2 separate regions of the Sus scrofa genome follow, and region 1 is linked to region 2. Evidence: chromatin contacts called from public Hi-C data. All regions are on one chromosome and are shown on one strand. Each heading gives the region's core, a stretch centred on a gene start, on an enhancer-like site or on the middle of the called end of the contact. The rest is flanking DNA. Distances are from core to core; before and after follow the strand shown. Region 1 has its middle 17 kb from the start of PDE8A. Region 2 has its middle 19 kb from the start of RPS17.

Region 1 (2,700 bases), core at 73-2,572, 170 kb before region 2:
CTACAGATCTGATTCGACCCCTAGCCTGGAAACCTCCATATGGCTCGAGTGAGGCCCTGAAAAGCAAAATCATGATAACAAGGAAGCCCAGCGCCCAGCCTGCATGGCAGTCTGGTTGAGGCAGTTTAGGAAGCGCTGTCTCCAGCAGTCCTGTCTGCTGTCTGGATTTGGGACTGGCTGGTGTGGGGATACCCAGGACAGGTGGAAGCCACATTGCTGAAGGGAAATTTTAACTGCAGCCAAGCAGGAAAATAAAGGTCACAGCCAAGCAAAAAGCCCATATCTGTGTGAGATGCTGCGGCAGCAGGACATGCTCAGAGGGTGGGAGTGGCTGGGATGAGGGAGGGAAGCCAGTAGGGACCGCGAGCGTTGACTCCAATGGCTATTCCTCCCACTTTTCTTTTTCTTTTTCTTTCTTTCCTTTTTTTTTTTTTTTTTTTTTTTTTTTTTTTTTTTTTTTGGTCTTTTTGCCTTTTCTAGGGCTACTCCCGCGGCATATAGGGGTTCCAAGGCTAGGGATCTAATTGGAGCTGTTGCTGCCAGCCTACACCACAGCCACAGCAATGCAGGATCCGAGCTGCATCTGCGACCTGCACCACAGCTCACAGCAACGCTGGATCCTTAACCCACTGAGCAAGGCCAGGGATCCAACCTGCAACCTCATGGTTCCTAGTCGGACTCATTAACCACTCAGCCACGACAGGAACTCCCTTCTTCTTTTCTTACATGAAGTGTTTAATTGAACATACGGCCCCCAGAATAAACCAACACTTCCCAGCCTCCTTGCAGCTAAATGGGGCCATGTGACTAAGTTTTGGCCAATGAGATAAAAGAAACATATATGACTTCCAAAAAGTGTCCTTAAGGGAGGGTCCAGACCCTTCATCTAGGTGATCAGCATGTCCCTGTTTGCCTGAGGCTCTCCTGACTTTAGCAGAGAAAGCTCCTCATCTCGGGTGATCCTCTGTCCTGGGCCAGCCAGCAGAGTTGGTCACCTCACATTCCCCCTCCCTCCCTCCTTCCTTCCAGCTAGAATGCAGATGTGAGAGAAGCAGGCTTGGAACCACGCGGTGGAACCTGGGGCTGGGGGTGGCGCAAGGCTACGCTGCTGGAGTGGTGCTTACAGTGAGTTCAGGCCGCTCAGATGGTCCAGTGCCTGGATCATCTGAGCCTGCATCTCTGATTACTCCCTCTGGGCTTTGTTTACCTGCAAGAAAAAGAGACATCTAGGTTGTTTACGCTTCTGTTATTTAAGGTCTTCTGGCACACACAGCGGCACCTCCTGCAGCTAATCCTAAAGGTACAGAAATAGGACTAAAGCCCTGACAGATGCTGGTTTGTTAGGCTTCCTGAAGTGGGGGAGGGGGCCGGCCTGAAACTGCTCGCTGTTCTCCACAGAGCTGGAGGCAGGGGACGGCGGGGCGGGGGGATGTTCCTGGCAGGGAGGGGCTGACGTTAAGCTGAATTTTCTGCTCCCATCTCACCAAAGGCTTCAGTGCTTCCTGTTCTCATTTCCTATGACAAAATGGTTCCCCTTCCTAAAAGCAGTTTCAAAGTCACTGGTTCTCAAATGAATGGTGACAGCCTAACCCACTGTCCTGCTCTGATCCTCCCCCTTCTGGGAGGGGACTATTAACTACTTCTCTCTCTTTTTTTTTTTTTTTTTTTTTTTTTTGCTTTTTAGGGCTGTACTCGCGGCATATGAAAGTTCCCAGGTAGGGGTCACATCGGAGCTATAGCTGCTGGCCTGCACCACAGCCACAGCAACATGGGATCCGAGCCAAATCTGCGACCTACATTGTGGCTCAAGACAACGCCAGATCCTTAACCCACTGAGCAAGGCCAAGGATCAAACCCTCATCCTCATGGGTTCGAGTTGGGTTCTTTTCCACTGAGCCACAGTGGGAACTCCCTAGCTACTTCTTGTTCACTGACATAGGAGCTGCACAATATTCATTTAGACACAGACATAATAATGAACATAGAGAGCAAAAAGAAAAAGGAAATGAAACTCGAGGAAAAATTGCATAAGCCTAAATCCCCAGGAGAGACCTGGCCCCAGACAGTGTGGGTGTCTCCGGCAGCAGCCCTGTAGGGACTAGCCTCTGCCGGGGCCTCTCCTGGGGCCACTTTGGAGGGGAACCCCCCCCCAGGGGGTGTTGCATCATGCCCTAGGTGGCCTTGTTTCTAACAAAGCATCGCTGTTCCTGGAAGTACTGCCTGCAGGTGCACCTGTGACACCCAGGAACTGTCTGTGTTTGTGGATAAGGCTGAGGGTGCCTTGTCAGCTGGGGAGTGATGGCACAGGCAGGGTTATGTGCAGGCACAGGTTTAGTGAACCAGAGAGTAAGGATTCCCTCTGGCCCTACCAGGAGGTGGAGGGTTTGGAAGGTACTTAGCTGAGCCCCATAGTGGAGGAAGAACTGGGGAACAAGAGACCAAGGGCAAGTGGCCTAGAATAGGGGGTTTCTTTTTTTGTTTGTTTTAGGCCATGCCCACAACACATGGAGGTTCCCAGGCTAAGGGGCCAATTGGAGCTACAGCTGCTGGCCTATACCACAGCCACACAGGATCCAAGCCATGTCTGCAACCTACACCACAGTTCATGGCAACACCGGATCCTTAACCCACTGAGCAAGGCCAGGGATTGAACCCATGTCCTCATGGCTACTAGTTAGGTGTATCAACCATGGAGCCACA
Region 2 (2,700 bases), core at 101-2,600:
ATTTTCATATCTAAAGCAATATGCCAATGTTTTAGATGTGAAAATTTAAAAATTAGGAAAAAACCATGAAGAAAAGATCTTTATCATCTCATGGTGGAAAAGGCATGACATAAAATCCAGAGTTTACTTAAAATCTCCCCCACCCATGTTTAAGAGACCACCTGCCCTGGCCCAGGCCCGGGAGGCGACCAAGAGGGATGTGTAGTTGGATCAGAGCACTAACGCAAGGGACAGTCAAGCTGGGGACGACACAAGCCTCAGGGGTGCTCATCACAGCTGCATATCGGTTTGAGAAACTGGAAACAACCGAAGTGCCCAGCTCCAGGTGACTGTCAAGAAGACAACTTTGGGATGAGTCCAAACAGGAATTCTTTGCAGCCACTAAAAATAATGATTTAGAAAAGCATTCAGTGGGAGCTGTGGCTCAGTGGTTAATGAACCCAATGAGTATCCATGAGGACATGGGTTCGATCCCTGGCCTCGCTCAGAGAATTAAGGATCCGGTGTTGCTGTGGCTGTGGTGTAGGCCAGCAGTTGCAGCTCTGATTCAAACCCTAGCCTGGGAACTTCCATATGCCTCGGGTGCAGCTCTAAAAAGCCAAGAAAGAAAAAAAAAAAAAAAAAAAAGAAAGACAAAAAGCATTCAGTGAACTGGGACAACTTCGAGGCTGTGTTACTAAGTGAAAACCCACTAAAGAACAGTAATGTGGGGAGGCCCTTTGTGGACGGAAGGGAGATGAAGCCTGTGATTAGAAGAAAAAGACTGAAAGGAAACGCAGGGGCGTGGCTGTCCACAGGCGTTCCCTCTGTAGGTTGGGGTTACAGGGGGTTCACTGCCTGCCCTGTGCTTTTCTGGGTTTTCTCAAACGTCATTAACATATCTGATTACTTCTGCAGTTAGAAGGTCCTAAGGTTTGAAATCTGAAGGACTGAGAAGGTGGTGTGTGTCCCATAAGTAGGAAATGCGGGCCTGGGGCGGACTCGCAAGGGGAGGCGGCCAGTCCAGACCTGGACATGCGGGGGGGCCCAGCTGGAGGTGAGCAGGGATCCGGGATGAAGCCTGTGCCATGTTTAGCTCCATGGACATGACACAAGCCTTGAAGTAGTCGAGGGTGAGGCGGGGAGGGGACAGGTGAGTGGCCCAGCTATGACCCCTGCCACTGAGGTCCACAGGCAGCCCCAGACAAGGCAGGGGCCCCCAGGGGCTCCCTTGGCTGGAAGAGCCCAGCGATGACTGTGTCCCACGTTTTTCACCTCCTGCCTGAGCAAGCTCTGAGGACTCTGGCCTCCCAGCTGGAAAGGACAGCGACAAGTGGGCACTGCCAGTGAGTCCCCGGAACAGAAGGAGCCACACTGTGAGGCGAAAGATACCAACCTGGGAGGAGACACAGCTCTGCCCGGCCCCCTTGTTCGAGCTGGACCTTTCCACAAAGGGGAGAGAAAGGTCAAAGAAAAGCAGGAAGCAGTTTCGCTCCCCCATTTTCTTCAAAGAAATAACTGGATGTGGAAGAACTGGCTTCTGAGTCACAAGGAAACCTTTTCCCTAAGGACTGGGATCAGAAACAATGGGGGAAGGAATTATTAAAATCCATCAGCTCACAATAAGCTCAGGAAGAAGCTGAATAAACTTTAAACAATTTGTCTCATCCTGCTATAAAAAGAGGAAATTTCAGAAAGTTAAGAACCATCACTGTGTAGTTACAGGCCCTTTCACTCCACTGACATGGCCCTGCATCAGAGCTAAGAGAACGTTGGAGTTCCCATTGAGGCTCGGTGGTAATGAACCTGACTAGTATCCATGAGGACGTGGGTTCGATCCCTGGCCTCACTCAGTGAGTTAAGGATCCGGCATTGCTGTGAACTGTGGTGTAGGTCACAGATGTGGCTCAGATCCCACCTTACTGTAGGCTGGTGGCTGTAGCTCTAATTCAATCCCTAGCCTGGGAACTTCCACAGGCTGTGAGAGTGGCCTTAAAAAGACAGGAAAAAAAAAGAGGAACACCCTTGATTCTTCCCCGAGGCCTGTGCGCAAGACAAAGCCCACAGCCCCTCGCCTGTCACTCTGGGGCAGCTGCTGGGGAGCATTCGCAGCTTGGGCCAGACCCCTGCCGCCTGGGACCCACAGGCCTGCCGCCCAGAACCTGCCTTTCATTGCTCTGCCCTCTGCGGGCCGAGCACAGTGGCTTCACAGATGCTCTTTGCAAAATGAAGGGCCCTGACATGGGGTGTTTTCACAAGTCACCCTTCCCATTTTCTCTCACCTCTGTTTCACCAATGCCACAAACCCCAGCTAAAAGGTCCCATTTTCATCTCACGGAATAAGTCCTATTTAATTTAGAAAAGGAGGAAACACGCTCAACGGTCAGGAAGCAATAGCATTAACTTAGGGGCCAAAAACAACCCTGCAGATGGAGAACAATGCAGGAGGCGGCAAGGGGAGGGTCAGGGTGGCTTAGCCGGATGGTTCTGGTCACTAAGTCAGAAAGGAGAGTCGAATGCAAATTACACACAGAGGGTGGACTGTGCAGTGTTCCTAAAATGAGTAATAATGGTTTAAGAATTTATCGAGGATTTTCAGATATTAAAAATGAGTGTTCTTCCAGACAAGAGAGATTAGTCTCACATAATGCATTAGTTTCAGCTCAAATTGTCACAAAGTACCTAGTGATTTGCCTACAGACCTGGTTTAAGGCCACTGCC

What was found. A called contact is a pair of places that touch in the nucleus more often than the background predicts.
Region 1: a contact with region 2 is called in a Hi-C map of retroperitoneal adipose tissue, with 1.6 times the contacts expected there. The contact joins two enhancer-like sites. A contact is called at or near these places in 10 of 47 Hi-C or Micro-C datasets (blood, embryonic fibroblasts, fetal heart ventricle and 5 more).

The regions. Positions count from the first base shown.
Region 1 is chr7:52,573,878-52,576,577 of Sscrofa11.1, reverse strand. No RefSeq gene overlaps it. Among named protein-coding and RNA genes, the nearest start is that of PDE8A, 17 kb to the right of the region's middle. Within about 2 kb of position 1,322, at least 15 of the 83 cell types and tissues checked have an H3K27ac peak or open chromatin away from gene starts, as enhancers often do. A contact at or near this core is called in retroperitoneal adipose tissue, where this site is marked.
Region 2 is chr7:52,403,536-52,406,235 of Sscrofa11.1, reverse strand. No RefSeq gene overlaps it. Among named protein-coding and RNA genes, the nearest start is that of RPS17, 19 kb to the right of the region's middle. Within about 2 kb of position 1,350, at least 7 of the 83 cell types and tissues checked have an H3K27ac peak or open chromatin away from gene starts, as enhancers often do. A contact at or near this core is called in retroperitoneal adipose tissue, where this site is marked.